Regions from separate parts of the Gossypium hirsutum genome. Here region 1 is linked to region 2. Evidence: chromatin contacts called from public Hi-C data. All regions are on one chromosome and are shown on one strand. Each heading gives the region's core, a stretch centred on a gene start, on an enhancer-like site or on the middle of the called end of the contact. The rest is flanking DNA. Distances are from core to core; before and after follow the strand shown. Region 1 has its middle 17 kb from the start of LOC107962259. Region 2 holds the start of LOC107911791 (receptor-like protein 51).

Region 1 (4,903 bases), core at 2,159-4,658, 630 kb after region 2:
AAAATATTGTTGTTAGTGTGATTATTATAAAATTTGTGTTAAAAAATTGATATATTATAAACAAAACAATTAAGTGATTTTAACATATTTGTAATTAAGCAATAAAGATTAATTATTTATAAAATTTAATTAGAATATATAAATTATATTTTAAATATTTATATATAACCATTAAATATTTGCAATTAGTATTTTAAAAAAATATTTTTTTATTTTTAATTAATGATTTTAATGCAATTGTAATTAAGCACCAAGAAAAAAAAAGGAAAAGTATTATGTTATTGGATAGGTGAAAAAGTAATTAAGCACCAAAAGTACTTTTGGGAGAGAAAAAGTTAAAAATTTTAGCTTCTCAAGCACTTCTAAAAAGTAAAAAATTTCAATCAAAAGCAGTTTGTTTAGCACAAGTTTTCTTCCAAAACTGTTTTTGGAGCTAGAAGTGCATTTTTTAAGCACTACTAAACAGGCCCTAAAAACTTCATTGACAATTTACCAAATATTTTCCATATTATATATATATATAAGTCTCTGGCTGGGTTGTTGTCACGAATCAATGGAACACCAACTCGGTTAGGGGAATTATTATAATTTCTTTTCGTATTTAAAATAAATTATATTATTCGGGGGTACTTTAATATTTTTAATTTAAAAATATAAAAAAATGAATACGATGGGATTTGAACCCACACTAATTGTATTAATAAAATTATAAATTTGCTATCGAATCAAAATTTTATTTTGATTTTTAAATAAATTTTAATTTTATTATGCATACTTTATTACTTCTATCAATTGTATATATATACTATATATAAAGATTCTTATTGAATTTGTGTCACTCATAACCGGATCTTAACTAAGTTATTAAATTACCAAAATACATTTATTTTAACAAAGCAATAAATCCATACTATATATAAAGATTTTAATTAAGTTGATGTCATCCATAACCGAGTTTCAACTCAGTTATTAAATGACAAACATTCTTTATTTTAACAAAGTAATAAATATTAGTTTAAAGGTATTTTTGTCTTTTTATATAAAATCTAGAAAATAATTCATGTTTAATATTAGACTTGAACCCAAAACACCAAACACACGCTCTTCAAATTTTGTCAGTTCAACAGAAGTAACATTTGGTTTTTATATAAAATCTTTATAAATATATTATATGATTATTTTCACACATATCGTAGGTACGTCATAATTGTATTGATAATGTCGTAAATTAAATTAGTATTACAAATCAATTCGATACCAACTTAAGAAAAATGAGAATGTTATAATAAACAATTGAAGTGCATTTAATATTCTTAATATGATGGGTTTTTTTATTTAAAGTTATTTTTATTTATAATTTAAATTATTTTTTTAATTTCATTAATATTACAGTTATTATTATTCATTTTAAAATTTACATTTTATTATTTATAAACGCGTTGCATGATTTTCAAATTTCCATATGGAAAAAGAAGATATCAAAGCAACAAAAGTGGTCATAACTCGTAATAAAAAACACAAAGGCGACTGCATATATTTCTTTAGGATATCATCGACACAGATAAATAACGTTGGTTATAAATATCTAGACTCCACGTAAGAATCAACTCTCTTCGCTAAGCCTTTCTCTGTCCATTTCATCATCCTTAGAACATGTGCCAACCGGACATCAAATTTGAACATGTTTGGAGAAATTGGTTCATCCAGTTTATCAGAAATTTGTTTCGAATCTCCCATTAAATAGAAGAGCAGACCTATGTTCAACTAGAAATATCAGTACTTCTTGCACTTCCGAGGTATACCTGGAGATGGAAAGCTAAAGAATTTTAGTGTTAGAATCAGAAAATAATTTCGAATTCACGATGGTCTCAAACTCTAGAATTTGGAGAGGCAAAATATCAGGAAAATAAATAATGATTAAGCATTTATATAACCCATATTAACAAACAAAACAAGGGTTTGCTACAAAGAAAAAAGAAAAGGAACATTGTCTTCTTTGAATCTCAACAGAGTAATTCATTGAGTTTGTAGTGCAAAAGAATAGCCGGACAAATCTCCTTTGGCAGAGTGCATACTACACTACATCAAAGAATGAGCGTTAAATTTCACCAAAAAAAAAAAATAGAATGAGCTTTAAAGTGACATTCTGCCAATGGAGAAATTGCCCTGTAATGCAGTTGCACCTTAAGTCATCGCCCTTGGTTGGGTTTGCCACACTGCTTTAATTCTCCCTTATTTATGCTGTCCTGGAAACAAGCATATTCAATGGAACAATGCCTAAATGTTGCTTTTTATTCTTGAATGAATGACATTGACTGCCACCTGATTGTTCATATTTAAGAATTCCAGTGAATAATCGCCAATGTAAACCAATATGCTTCCTTGAATGTTTTCATCAGCACCCAACTGTATTTTCAAAAATAGAGAGAAAAAAAAGGGGGTTTTGGAGAATACCTTTGGCATGGAAGATCCAAAGAATGTTCTCTATTTTCTACATGTGGTGTGGGTGTCCCCATAAGTCAACCAGCCAAATGAAAAACTACTAATTTATGCAGAAGCTCGAAGCTGCATTTTCTAAAGTATGTACTTTTGGGCCAAATGTCAAACCCGACATATGATTTATATCGATTTATGGCCCATAAATGGTTTTTTCTTTCTTTGTTCTTTTTCAGGCTTGTTAGGGGTTACACTGCAGATAACTTGGATTTACATTCGCTGTTTTTGGAATTTGTAACTTTGCCCTGTGATTATTTAGAGGACTGTAGACGCTGTTACGATACAGAGCTGAGAGTATTTCAGCTTTCTGATAATTTTACAGAGTTTGAGATTCTTCATTTCCTTGCAAAACAACAGATTGGGTATCCCCATAAGGCTTGTACTACATCCCAGTAATCAATGACAAACTTTAAGAAAGGAAAAAAATATACTTACATCTTAAACCTGATCTATAGATATATAAAATATATTTGCTAATACTGGTTTTCGACATGAAAATAGTAGAAAGAAAACCTAAACCCAAATGAGACATAAATATACATATTGCCCTTAGCCTCTTGTTTTGGGTAAAACAATTGTTTATTTCCAAAGTAAAACTTAAAGCATAGTGTTTGGCAAGATGCAAGCAAGGAAGATAGTTTGGTCATGTGAGTCCGGATTCACTGGACGGGAAGATAAAAAAGGGAAAAACAGCTTCAACATATAGACAAAATGGGTAGAAAGTAGAGCCTACTTTCACAAACTGAGAGGGAGATGTCATGCACAAATGGACAAAGGAAACAGATAAAACTGATGGGTTTAAAAACATATCCAAACATCAGAAGATTATTGGGACAGATAGGGAGACCCCCTTAGAGGTTTCAAAACAGAGCTGGTGTGTCACTAGGGTATACGCGAATAAAAGCTAAATATATGAGTAATTTAAAGACGGATGGATTTGGGAAGTTGTGGAGCTACTAAAATAAATCTACAGGGAAACTATATAAATGGTCACCCAATTATATTTACGTTATTATTTTGGTTAATTTTAAAAGTTTTCAATTTAGGTATTAAACTTTATATTAGTTCTTATTTTGGTCATCCACTGTTAAATTGATAATAGAAATAATGACATGATCTTTTTCTAACTGGCATAAAAACATATTTAGTCTTCAATACTTGTATATTGTATCAATTTGATCTTTAAATTTACTAACCGAAGCTTTCAACTTCTAAAATAAAGGTATTCTACATCTATAAATTTATAAACCTCCCCTTAAAAAAAAAATTTTCTCCAATTATGCAAATATAACATGTAATGGATAACACGTGCTAATATATTATTGGTTAGAAACTAAACAATCAGATCACCACTGAACATCCAAATCCAAAGAACCAAGCTTAAGAAACATAAAATCTTGCAGTAGGTACTAATTAATTCAATAAAATCTAGAATAATTAACATCAAAGTTGCAGTTCTGATGTGTGTTCACGTAACTAACTAAAAATACGATGAAGGCAAGTGCACCTATCGATAAATCGTATAGCTATGGTGAGTAGAGATATCGTATCCACGAGGACTAAAAGTATTAGTAATTACTGTTTTCCTATTATTTAGTCGACAAATTGGAGTAATTGGTTTTAAACTAAAATTACTAAATTAATCTAGATAAGAACTCAACAGAAAATAAGTCAAGAAAATAATTGAATACTAACCAATGAGAGTGACAATACTCAGGAAAAAATCTACCTAGACTTCATTTATTATTATGATTCTGAATTAAACGATTTATTCACTTGGTATCTTGATCCCTAGAAATTCCTAAATTATGCTAATATCTCTTTCGAGAGTAAGAGCAACTCTTTCGAGAGTAAGAGCAACTCTTTCGAGAGTAAGAGCAACTAACTCTAGGTTGATTAATTGAAATCTCTTTCTAATTAAAACATCTATCATCGCATTAACTTGATCTATGGATTCCCCTATTAGATTTTACTCTAATCCGGTAGATTTATGTCGTCCTATTTTTAGGATTGCATGCAACTCCACTCAATTATGCTAGATCTACTCTTAAACAAAGATTTTTCCTCCTCTGATTTAAGCAATTAAACATGAATTAATATCCCAAAAATATAAAAACAAGAAATAAGCACACATAACTGAGAACAAGAATCAAGTATTTATCACGTAAAATAGAAATCAAATAATAAAATTCATCATAGGTATCTAGAGAATTAGTTTATAATTCTGAATAAAAACATCTCAAAGTCAGGATAAACACAACAAATAAAGAAACTCATAAAAACTTGAAAGGAAATTAAAAAGAGGTCTTTAATCCTGATGGAAATTTGCTTCAGAGTTGGCTATAATGGTGTTCTTCGAGTTGTTTTTTTCAATATTATATGATGGCTCCTTTCTCTCTTCTTCTAT
Region 2 (4,351 bases), core at 1,694-4,193:
TTACATGGGTATAAACACGAGTTGAGACACGGCCGTGTGTCCCTACTTCGAATGTCCACATGGCCTGAGACACAGGTGTCTCTCTTTGTCGTGTGACTCCTGCAGTTAGAAAATTTTCATTTGTTTCTGAAAAATTCTATAAGTTTCTGATTTAGTCCCGACTTATTTCTAATGTGTTTTTAGAGCCTCGAGGGCTCATATAAGGGACAGTATGTATATTATTGATTGGTTTTGCTATGATTAATGATATGAATTAAAATGATTAAAATTTTTTTTATTGTTTTGAAATGAAAACTCTGGTAATACTCCGTAGCCCTATTCCGGCGACAGATATGGGTTAGGGGTATTACACACCAAAAGTAGGAATTGTAATGGTTGAAATTAGGACAAATAATTTCAAAAGAAATTAATTAGGATAAGTCTAAGTATACATTAACAAAATATTTATTTGTTAGGTAAATTATGTTAGTCATCACCCAATTATGGTTTTTTTTTCTTTTTAGATTATTTAACTATGAAAAGTTACAAATGGTCACCCAACTATTAGTAAATTCATTTTTCATCACTCAACTATTCAATTTTGTCCTTTTTGGTCATCCAACTATATTAGATTTTTTAGTGTTTCCATTTTTACGTTAGTCAATTGGTTATCAAAAAAGACAATTGAATAACTAGATGATTATTTTGTAACTTTTTATAGTTGGGTAACAAAAAAATCATAATTAAATAACCCTACTGTAATTTACCCTTATTTGCTTAACCTCGATTTGATGCAAATATGGTTATTGAATTGGGAATAACTTACAACATATTCAAATTTACCACATATTCAAATTTTAAATACATGAAATTATTACTATATACTCATCCATAGAGAAATTATTTTATGAACCCTTCCAACCATATTATTCATGGTCCCTTCTCAATTATTTAATTACATTTCAATAATTTTTTCATGTCATTAACATATGATTTTGATAATTTTTTTACCCTGGACCCAAAACCTAAAGCCTTAAATTTAGAATCCCGAACCCTAAACCCAAAATATAGAACCCAAACCACAAACCCGTAACCCTGGACTCTTGAACTTGAATCTTGAACCATGAATCCTAAACTTGTAACTCGTAACCTCAAACCCTTAAGCCTTAAACTCGAACCTTAAACCTTAAATTCTTAAACCCTAAACCTTGAACCTTCAATCTTAAACCTTAAACCTTAAACCTAAAACCTTAAATTCTAAACCAAACCTTAAACCTCGGGGTTCGAGGTTCGGGGTTCGGGGTTTAATGTTTATGGTTCAAGGTTCGAGGTTCTGAGTTGAGGGTAAAATAATTATCAAAATTATGTGTTAATGACATGGAAAAAATTGCACAAAATTTATTAAATTTTCTTTTAAAATTAGCTGCACAAAAATGAAAATATTAACTTATGGAAAAAATGATTAAAATTTGTAAAAGACGAAAAGGCATTTGTTTATAATTTAAATAAGTAATTATTTCAAGTAATTTAATTAAAGTTAAATTAAGTTGGAGAAGATATTGGATATATATGAGTGTATAATAATACTTTGTTATCTTTAAAATTTAATGACGTGACACTATTTTATTGGTGCCTAAAAACTATACTTTTTAGGATAATTATAATATAATTTATTCCCTAAAAATTTTGTTTAAATTCATATTTATTTGTAAATAGATAATTTCCACTTATTTAAATCAGTTTGTACCACTTTTTTTTTATTTCTAAAGAGAATGTTTTATTCAATTTAATATCTTCTTTTATTAAATTTTTAAAAATATAAATATCTTTTTTAAGGATACATTTCTTATTCATAGTATAATATAATAAATATAATTGGTATATCTATATTATTTAATAAAACTCTTTACTGATCTTGATTTATATGGAGCAATGGCACCATTCTTTACTCTTAATATTGTAATAAAAAAAATTTGTGGCCAACATCTATTCCTTAATGGGTCTACAAAATGCAAAAAATTATTTATTAGGTTCACTTTAGTAGATACATTGAGAAAAAAAAACTCTGACTGAGTTAGTGTCATAAGTCAATTGGGCATTAACTCCGTTAGAAAAATTACAAAAATAATCTTCCGTATTTAATCTAAGTTATATTATTTAAGGGTACTTTAATCTTTTTAATTAAAAAACAATAAAACTATGCAAAGTGTCGGATTTGAACCTATGCCAATTAGATTGGTAAAATTTTAAATTTACTATTCAATCAAAATTTTATTTTAACATATTTTATCCATTTTTATTTTAATATGTACAATTTATTACCTTTATCGATTGTATATCTATATTACTATTAATAAACCCCTAATTGAGTTGGTGTTACTAGTCAACCAAGCCCCAACTCGATTAGGTAAATTACAAAAATAACCTTCCATATTTAAAATAAGTTATATTTTTCGAGGGTATTTTAATCTTTTTAATTAAAAACAATAAAAATATACTAATGGTCGAATTTGAACTCACACCAATTGAATTGGTAAAATATTAAATTTATCTCTCAATAGGTTCATTTTAATATGTTTTATATATTTTGATTTTAATATGAACAACTTCTTACCTTCTTCGATTGTATATATTAATAATGTTGTTGATTGAGTTTTTAAAAAAAATATTGTTGATTGAGTTGGTGTCACAAATTAACTTAACACCAACTCAAGATTGATGATAACAAATGATAAACAATTGTACTCAAATTTAGTATTCTTAATTTGATGTATTTCTAAATTTAATTTTCGCTTTAATCACAATTTAATTTAATTTTTTATTAATTTCAAACCATATGTTTCATTATTTATTACATGTTATTTTCAAGCATACATTTATGCTTAATAAATATAATGTATCATATAATTAAAATAAAATTTTAATTTTTTTTTACTTTATTTGATTAAATTTAGTTGTCTTTTTTTTTTTCTTCTGAAATTTAAATCAATAACCCCACACCATGGTCCTAAATCATAAGTAGCAAATAGTGAAGTGGCAATGCATAGGCACCAGCAGTGAAGTTATCTAATAGAGGAACTCTAGATCAACTTCGAAATCCCACCCTCTCTTTTGTTCTGGTATAAGCCCCCACCCCACCATTCCTCTTCTGTATTCCTCACTTCATTCCCACCCTTACTAAGTTCAGTTCTCAGTCACCGTCTTTTTCCACCATGAAACCACCACCACTCTTCCTCTTCCTCCTTCACCTCCTCTTGCTTCTTTTCATCGCCACAAATGCCACCAAACTAACCGCACTCTCTCCTACTCCCTCCCCAACTCCACCCACCACTTCTAAGTCTTCCACCTCAGCTCTAGACCCCCAACAAATACGAGCACTCCAATCCCTCCACATCCCCACCACCAGAGACCCTTGCATTCAACCCTCCCCTCACAACGCCACCATCTGTGACAACTCCAAGCCCTTCCGCCACCTTATTTCCCTCGACCTCTTCAACTGCTCCTCCGACCTTTCCCTGTCCTTCACAGCTCTTAAGTCCCTCTCTTCCCTCCATTCCCTCTCTTTCACCAACTGCCGCGCCTCCCCCATCCGCTTCCCTTCCCATCTCTCTCTTTCTTTGACTTCCTTCTCTTGCATTCACTCTCTCCGCCGCCTTACTGGGGTCTGGCTCTCTCGTTTCGTTAACATTACTGATCTTACAGTTTCCTACACTTCAATTAACACTCACGGCCTTTATGTAATCCTTGGAAACATGCATAAGCTGAAGACTATCACCATTTCTCATGCTAATCTTACCGGGTCTCTTCCAAGGCACCTTCATCTGAATCTCACCCATATTGATTTATCCAACAACAAGCTCAAAGGAAAGATACCAACTTCCCTTACGCTTCTTGAAGACCTTGAATTCTTGAATCTTTCTTCAAATGGGCTAAATGGGGTGATTCCCACCGAGTTTGGTGACTTGATATCCTTGAAAAATATATCTTTGGCTTCCAATTCGTTTTCCGGGCCAATCCCAGATTCCTTGTCAGCTATCCCAGGCTTGGTCCATGTTGATCTGAGTAATAACCAGTTAAATGGAACTGTTCCAAGGTTTTTCTCAGAGTTGAAAGAGCTAAAAGTCTTGAATCTTGAGAACAATAAGCTTCATGGGGTTTTACCTTTCAATGCTAGTTTCATAAAGAGATTGGATGTTCTCAAGGTTGGTGGGAATGGCAATTTGTGTTACAATCATTCTGTTTTGTCATCAAAAATAAAACTCGGGATTGCTCCTTGTGATAAGCATGGGATGCCGATGTTACCGCCGCCTACTAAGGAGTCGTCTTCGGGAGACAGTGAGAGTGAATCTTCAGATTATGATTATGATGATGA

The links. A called contact is a pair of places that touch in the nucleus more often than the background predicts.
Region 1: a Hi-C map of leaf shows a contact between it and region 2, with 1.8 times the contacts expected there. The contact joins the enhancer-like site here to the promoter of LOC107911791 in region 2. A contact is called at or near these places in 2 of 34 Hi-C or Micro-C datasets (hypocotyl and leaf).

Annotation. Positions count from the first base shown.
Region 1 is chrA06:101,375,368-101,380,270 of Gossypium_hirsutum_v2.1, forward strand. No RefSeq gene overlaps it. Among protein-coding and RNA genes, the nearest start is that of LOC107962259, 17 kb to the right of the region's middle. Within about 2 kb of position 3,409, at least 1 of the 9 cell types and tissues checked has an H3K27ac peak or open chromatin away from gene starts, as enhancers often do. A contact at or near this core is called in leaf, where this site is marked.
Region 2 is chrA06:100,744,632-100,748,982 of Gossypium_hirsutum_v2.1, forward strand. It overlaps LOC107911791 (receptor-like protein 51), which reads left to right and starts at 2,944. Exons shown (of 1, transcript XM_016839763.2): 1 at 2,944-4,351. The coding sequence starts at 3,192.